Regions from separate parts of the Capra hircus genome. Here region 2 is linked to region 1. A link is a contact called in public Hi-C data. All regions are on one chromosome and are shown on one strand. The core of a region is the stretch at or near the end of the contact, and the rest is flanking DNA. Distances in the headings are between cores, read along the strand shown. Region 1 holds the start of BOD1 (biorientation of chromosomes in cell division protein 1). Region 2 has its middle 17 kb from the start of C20H5orf47.

What was found. Hi-C and Micro-C count contacts between places; a contact is called where the count stands out from the background.
Region 2: a Hi-C map of blood shows a contact between it and region 1, with 7 times the contacts expected there. The contact joins the enhancer-like site here to the promoter of BOD1 in region 1. A contact is called at or near these places in 3 of 5 Hi-C or Micro-C datasets (blood and liver).

What each region holds. Positions count from the first base shown.
Region 1 is chr20:5,388,583-5,392,624 of ARS1.2, reverse strand. BOD1 (biorientation of chromosomes in cell division protein 1) reads left to right here and starts at 1,808. Exons shown (of 4, transcript XM_018065661.1): 1 at 1,808-2,252. The coding sequence starts at 2,016.
Region 2 is chr20:5,737,738-5,741,639 of ARS1.2, reverse strand. No RefSeq gene overlaps it. Among named protein-coding and RNA genes, the nearest start is that of C20H5orf47, 17 kb to the left of the region's middle. Within about 2 kb of position 2,384, at least 1 of the 5 cell types and tissues checked has an H3K27ac peak or open chromatin away from gene starts, as enhancers often do.

The DNA.
Region 1 (4,042 bases), core at 559-3,058:
GAACCTGGGGGCCCAGGCAGCCTGAACCCAGGCCTCTCCTGGGGCTAAAAGTGGGTGATAAGTGTGGGAACAATTAGGAGAAATAGTCATTAGGAAATCCCCAGGATGGCTGAAGTATTAAGAGATAATGTTGGTTAACTTAACCTTTGAGGAAGACTGAACTTGAGTTAAAGGATGAGTGTAAACTGTAACACCCCAATATTCATTTTAAGAGCTAAATGCTTTTAAATGGGAAATGTTAGAGAGGAGAGCATCCATAATAGAGAGATCTCTATTATTTCTCTTCTTAGGAGCCAAGGATATTGAAGAATTTATTATTTACATACCCTCCACTGCTTATGGAAGATGAGGAAATAACAATACCTACATTATGGGTAAGAGTTCAGTCAGTAACCGGCAAAAGCTGAAAGGAAGGGAGGATAGTGGTGGCAGTTCCAATGGTGAATTGTAGCTACAAAAAAATTTGAGAAAAAAAGCCTTACCTTTGATGTCAGCTTAGGCTGCAGTCCATGGGGTTGGTAAGAGTTGGGCACGACTGAGAGTCATCACTTTCACTTTTCACTTTCATGCATTGGAGAAGGAAATGGCAACCCACTCCAGTATTCTTGCTTGGAGAATCCCAGGGACAGAGGAGCCTAGTGGGCTGCCGTCTATGGGGTCGCACAGAGTTGGACACGACTGAAGCGACTTAGCAGCAGCAGCAGCAGCAGCTCGTAAAATGTAGTACACCTTAGGTTAAACATGGCCAAGATTTGGATTCAGGTGACCTGACTTCAACCCCTCCTCTTCCACTTTTAGCTAGGTGATCAGGGTAACAAACTCTGTGCCTCCATTTTTGGATCTGCAAAATAGTGATAATAACTGCTCTTTAGATTGTGAAGTAGTGTATATAAAGTACTTGGTATCATGCCTGTAATATTCCAATTACTCAACATTCATTTATTATTATTATAGGCTTCCCAGGTGGCTCAGTAGTAAAGACTCCACCTGCCAAAGCAGGGGACACAGGAAATGAGAGTTCTGTTCCCTGAGTGGCAAAGATCCCCTGGAGAAGGAAACAGCAACCCACTCCAGTATTCCTGCCTGGAAAATTCCATGGAGAGAGGAGTCTGGCAAGCCACAGTCCATGGGTGTTGCAAAGAGTCAGACCAAGCAAGCCAAAAAAAAAAAAAACTATCCTGAAAGAAATACACACACACACACACACACACACACACACACACACACAAACAAAATCAGGGAACTTTTTTACAGCACAATTTTCTGTTATTTTTCAATTTTCTAAAATAAGTATGTATTTCTACTAAAATCAGAAGGGGAAATAAAACCCACAATGTTTGACTAAAAGAAATGTGACTAGTCCACTGCTTACCACATTTCCCAGATGATATTTGTTGCTCAAGAAGGGCGTGGGAATACACGTTAAAATCACGGATTCCCAGGCCACGACCTCGAAATACTGAATCAGAAGCTCTAAAGGAAAGACCTGTTAATCTATGCATTCAATCAGCCTAGCAGACGATCCTTACAATCAGGTACTCTGGGAATGCTCAGATTTAGAGCAAGGGGGCAGTACCGGGTGAAGGCAAGGAAGGCCAGCCCACGCTGCAGCAATAACTAGGGCCTACGCCTACAAGTCCCATCCTTTCCCGCAACTGGAGACGCGAGCCCGGAGCCTGCCGGGAGATGTAGTTTCCACTCGCCAGACCTCTGCTTATAAGAGAGCGGGAGCTGCCTGCCGGAAGACCTCCCGCCCCACAATGCAAAGATCGGCGGTGACGTCATCCGTAGAGCGTCCGGGACGCGGCGGGCGGTTTCCGCCGCCTCCGGCAGCAGCTCAGCTACCTGAGAGACTGCTGCGGCCGCTGGGGACCCCGCCGCCGCCCCTTCCTCCTGCGTCCCCGCCGCCGCCGCCTTCTCCTTTTCAGGCCCCTCCGCCACCTCTCCACGACCTAGGCCCTCTGTTCTTGAGAGGAAGCCTTACTCGGGCCCCTTGGCGGGCCCGGCGCGCAGCCATGGCTGACGGCGGGGGCGGAGGGGGCACCGGCGCGGTGGGCGGCGGCGGCGCGGGCCCGGCCTCGGCGGGGGCGGCGGCGGGCGGCGGCGGGGCCGGCGGGGGCGGCGGCCCCATCAACCCGGCCTCACTGCCCCCGGGCGACCCGCAGCTCATCGCGCTCATCGTGGAGCAACTCAAGAGCCGGGGTCTATTTGACAGCTTCCGCCGGGACTGCCTGGCCGACGTGGACACCAAGGTCAGCGGAGGCGGCTTGGGCTCATGGAGGGCGGGCTGGGCGTGAGGCTGCTAGGGCTGCAGCTTCGCCTTTCCAAATACGAGAGAAAAACAAAAGGTACTTTTCAAATCTCAGCAGCGAGGAGACCGCTTGGGGCAGTATAGGAAGCTTTCTGAGGGATGTCCACGTGGGTTCGGCTCCCCGCCCCATCCTTGCTCTGTGCGGCTTAGCCCAACAGCACTCTAAACTTGGGGACCCAGTACCGGTTTTACAGCCTCGACCCTGTGTTTCCCAAGATGAGACTCCTTTAAGCACAACAGTAACAAATCTCAGTATGTTAAGAACACCGGAGAAAACCGGGTAAGTAAGCAGGAATGGTTTGAATGCACAAACATCAGCCTTTCTTCCTTTTCTCTAGCTCAGTGATTTGCAGGCTTGAGTATGCAGTTAATTAAGGTACATTTTCGTAGAACCGGCACCCTTATTTTGTATTTTATCATTGGTTGAAAGATTCTCTGTTAGATCCTAATGCCATAGGTCAACCGGCTAATACTGTTTCACTTGACCTTGCCTAGATTCATTTGTGTTCAGTGAAGTCACCGGTGTTAAGTGTCGAAGAGTAGTCGCTGAAATGTTTTTTTTTACTCCCTTTTCAGAAGTTTCTCTCACGAGACTGTGGTTGTAGACATAGAAGGCTCTCTTACTGAATGGGCTCCGCTGGGGAAGTGATTTCTCCTCTCTGAGCCCAACATGGAAATCTTTTGCCTACCTCACAGGAAGATTGTGAGCTTAAAACTAGGCCTTAAAGATAGGTTATCCATTAAACATTTATTGGTGAGGTTTCTGGACACAGGGTCAAGCATGTCACTATCCTGTCCTCAAAGTGTGTATTCTGGTGTAGAAAACTGAAGTGTAGACCAGACAATATGTATAGTAAGTATACTGTTATTCTCCAAGATTAAAAAACGCATGGAGCAGTTCTCTCCTTGAAATGAATTACTTAATTTTTCTTTTTCAACGTACGTATTGACAGAACTTTCACATTTTCCAGTCCTGGGTGCTCTCAGCTTCCCATCGCAAGTTCTCCACTATGTTTTCTTAGGTCTCACTAGGTTTTATGTGGCTTAACCGATGCAGTATACATTTGTTTTAGTCGGTATTGAGAATCTGTTGGGGTAGAGGGAATCAGAGCCTTCACCACTTAACACCCCCTTAGATGTTCTTTCTGGTTGTCATCAGGTTGCTTTAGCTCTTGAGGTAGTGTGTCTCCAGGCACATCCTTTGTTGCTTTAGTCCCACCGTTCTCACAGCGTGGTCCTTGGATCATCAGCATCACCTAAGAACTTGTTAGATTTGCGTATTGTTAGGCTCCACCCCAGACTGCAGATGTATGGAAGGGAATGTGTAACTGCTGATGTTTGTAATTTACTTTGCAATGCATCCAAAATATAAATAAGTAGAATAGATTGATAGGTTAAGGGAAAGTGATAGTGTAATAAAACGTTGGTGACAGGCACTGTAGATCTTTCACTTCATGAACTGACGGATTTTTCTATATTGTCAGGGTCTGTTAAGGTTAGAGTCTGGTTGGTGACGTTAGCTGTCCTTTGTCCGTTTCAGTAACCAGTCCTACCTAGAACTGGGTGAATCATTTTGAATAGTAAAAGAGACAGCGTCAGGATTGATGGTTAGGAGTGACAAATCTGACTCCTGTGAGCAAAGGGGGAGAATCTATTGCCTTGTGGGAATCTAAGGAAGGATAAAATTAAAAAAACTGCCAGAAGGGTAGGGCTGCATTTGGAACCAAGAAT
Region 2 (3,902 bases), core at 1,135-3,634, 350 kb before region 1:
TAGGGCTCAGATTGCTGGAATGAATCACCAAAATCACACAGACAGACACACACACAAACAGCTGAGGGCTCAAAATGTAGGTCTTTGTCTCTAGGATGTAAATGCCAAGAGGACAGATTTTGTGTCTTATCCCCAGGTGGCGTAGTGGTAAAGAATCCGCCTGCCAATGCCGGAGACTCGGGTTCCATCTCTGGGTTGGGAAGATCCCCTGGAGGAGGGCATGGCAACCCCCTCCAGTATTCTTGCCTGGAGAATCCCATGGACAGAGGAGCCTGGCGGGCTACAGTCCATGGGGTTGCAAGGAGTCAGACATGACTGAGCGCACACACACACACACACACATCCCCACATTATCCTTAGAATAAATAATATGAAAATAATTGTTGAAGAAATAAATGAATGAACAAACTCATGGCTAGCACTCTCTCTCTGAGGCTAAGGCAGATTCTGAGACACAGCAACTCCCCTCCTCTCACTGTATCTGATCGGTCTGCTCCGGCATCAGAGGAGGCCAGGTCTTTCTCGTCCTCCACCCTCCCTTTCAGGTCCTGGGTGCCCCCACTTCCAATCCATGAGCTGCACCCACAACCCAGTCAGACTCTCTTCTCCCAGCACCCACATTCTCCCAGTCCTTGTGTCTCCCAGGTTTCTGCAGAGACTCGGTGTTGGCTTCTCCAGCATGTTCAGAGAAGCTTGTTAGAAATGTGGTCTTGGGCTCTCTCAGGGCAGAACTAAAACCCATATTTGAACAATATCCCCAGTTGAACCTGGCACCCACTGGCATTTGAGGACTGTGAGCTGCCTTTATCAAGCATTCCCATCTCTATCCTGCTTGGGAAATACCTGAGCCTTGAGGCCCCACTGCAGCCCAGCCATCCTCTCAGTGGCAGTTTTGAGAGCCGGCCTTGGAAAGAGAACGGACGTCAGGATCCTGTGAGTCACCCACTTGGCAAACATTTAACAAGCACTTATGGTGTGCAAGGCACAGACAAGTCCTGAGGACGCAAATAGGATTCAGGCAGCACTTGTCTGCCTCGCCTAAAAAAGCAGGTACGCAAATTATATATCGAGATAATTAGACACTGTAATAAAGCGAGTCAGAAGGAGATCTTCTGATAACAAACCAAGTGTGATGACGGTGAGTGCAGGAACAGAGGGCGTTTAGAAAGAGTGATTCAGGAATTTATCTCAGAGGAGGTGATGTTTAATCTAAGCCCCAAAGTGTGAAGGAGGAACCAGTCCTGTTCTGAGTTGAGCTGAAGACAGGGAGAGGGTGGAGCAGGGCAGGCAGATAATTTCTTACTGGAGGTAAAAAGGAGTGGGAAGACCCTGCCCCATGAAAGGTGGCTTGCACTGGAGGAAAGAGAGAGGCCTGTCTTGTGGCAGGAAGGTGCGATGGAGAAGGGTTAGGAGAGGAAGTTGGGGTGGGAGTGAGGCTAGATCTTTCAGGTCACCCACACCTGGGAAAATGTGCTGATTTTATTTCCAGGGCCTTGGGAAGCTGTTGGAGGGCTTTATCAAGGCTTGGCGAAGCCAGATTTCTGTGGTACTCCAGCTGCATCGGGCAGAGCACTCGGCTTTCACTTGATCCAGTCATTGTAGCTGAGGATCACTGTCCCCTCTGTACAGAGCTTGGGTGGGGTTGGCTATAATGTCACAGAGGGGAATGGACTTCCCCAAGATAGTTACTGGCCACAATGTCAATATCTAGGACAATAATGGTCATGATAATAAGAGTCACTAATGTTTATAGTTTGTGGGTTTTTTTTTTTTTTCATGATTGCCTCATTTAATCCTCACTTCAACCTAATAATGGAGACATTATTTGCCCCTTCTGATGGATGAGATGAGCAATACTCAGAGGTTACCTAGTGTGGCTGAAATCACCCAGCCAGGTGCGGCAAAGGGACAGAAACCCTGGGCCGGGGGGAGGGATTCTCACCCCAGAGCCGTACCCTTAACCCTACGGATCCCAAGAGGCCTCTACTATCCCACACAGTGCCTGGGTCACAATGCCTGAGATTTGCTATTCTTGAGGGCAAAAGGGAAATAACTGAGGAACTGAAAACCATATTTCCTCAAAGGCAGGATAATGGAGCGGCCAGCTGGGAGACAAAAGGCCTACTTTCTAGCTCCCACTCCTCTTTTCCTGCTTCTTTCCCTAAACTGAAAGATTCCAGAAAACAAGTCCCAGCTCACGGCCCCTTGGAGTTTTGCTCATGTTGGTAGCATAGGCTCAGCGCCCCTGCTACACAGTATGGATTCCCCAACCCCCACCCAGTAGGAAGGAGAAAGCAGGAACTAGGCAGTGCTGGGCCTGGAGTCTCTGCTTTCTCCGTCACCATGGCAACTCTGCCAGGCTAGATCCTGTGGAAATGTGAGAATAAGCAGGAGGTGGGAAGGCAGCATCAGAGGGTTCCCCCTGCTGCCAGTGACCCTGCCGCCCACTCCTGCCTCCCACCCAGCACAGGGACCTGCACTCTGCAACAGTGTAGATAGTCATTATTCAGTTCAGTTCAGTTCAGTTCAGTCGCTCAGTCATGTCCGACTCTTTGCGATCCCATGAATCACAGCATGCCAGGCCTCCCTGTCCATCACCAACGCCCGGAGTTCACTCAGACTCACGTCCATCGTGTCAATGATGTCATCCAGCCATCTCATCCTCGGTCGTCCCCTTCTCCTCCTGCCCACAATCCCTCCCAGCATCAGAGTCTTTTCCAATGAGTCAACTCTTCGCATGAGGTGGCCAAAGTACTGGAGTTTCAGCTTTAGCATCATTCCTTCCAAAGAAATCCCAGGGCTGATCTCCTTCAGAATGGACTGGTTGGATCTCCTTGCAGTCCAAGGGACTCTCAAGAGTCTTCTCCAACACCACAGTTCAAAAGCATCAATTCTTCAGTGTTCAGCTTTCTTCACAGTCCAACTCTTACATCCATACATGACCACTGGAAAAGCCATAGCCTTGACTAGACGGACCTTTGTTGGCAAAATAATGTCTCTGCTTTTCAACATGCTATCTAGGTTGGTCATAACTTTTCTTCCAAGGAGTAAGCGTCTTTTAATTTCATGGCTGCAGTCACCATCTGCAGTGATTTTGGAGCCCCAAAAAATAAAGCCTGACACTGTTTCCCCATCTATTTCCCATGAAGTGATGGGACCAGATGCCATGATCTTCGTTTTCTGAATGTTGAGCTTTAAGCCAACTTTTCGCTCTCCTCTTTTACTTTCATCAAGAGGCTTTTTAGTTCCTCTTCACTTTCTGCCATAAGGGTGGTGTCATCTGCATCTGAGGTGATTGAGATTTCTCCCGACAATCTTGATTGCAGCTTGTGCTTCTTCCAGCCCAGCGTTTTTCTGCATATAATTTAAATAAGCAGGGTGACAATATACAGCCTTAACATATTCCTTTTCCTATTTGGAACCAGTCTGTTGTTCCATGTCCACTTCTAACTGTTGCCTCCTGACCTGCATACAGGTTTCTCAAGAGGCAGGTCAGGTGGTCTGGTATTCCCATCTCTTTTAGAATTTTCCACAGTTTGTTGTGATCCACACAGTCAAAGGCTTTGGCATAGTCAATAAAGCAGAGGTAGATGTTTTTCTGGAACTCTCTTGCTTTTTCAATGATCTAATGGATGTTGGCAATTTGATCTCTGGTTCCTCTGCCTTTTCTAAAACCAGCTTGACCATCTGGAAGTTCATGCGGGCGGCTGACGGCATACAGAGGGCAGCCGAGAGGAGCTACCCCACATCTGAGGTCAGGGGCAGAAGCCGGGAGGACCCCATGCCCGAGGGACGGTGGCCGAGAGGAGTTACCCCATGTCCAAGGTCAGGGGCAATAGCCAAGAGTGCCAGGCTGTGATGGCGCAGGAGGAGCTATCCCCTGCCCGAGGCCAGGGGCTGTG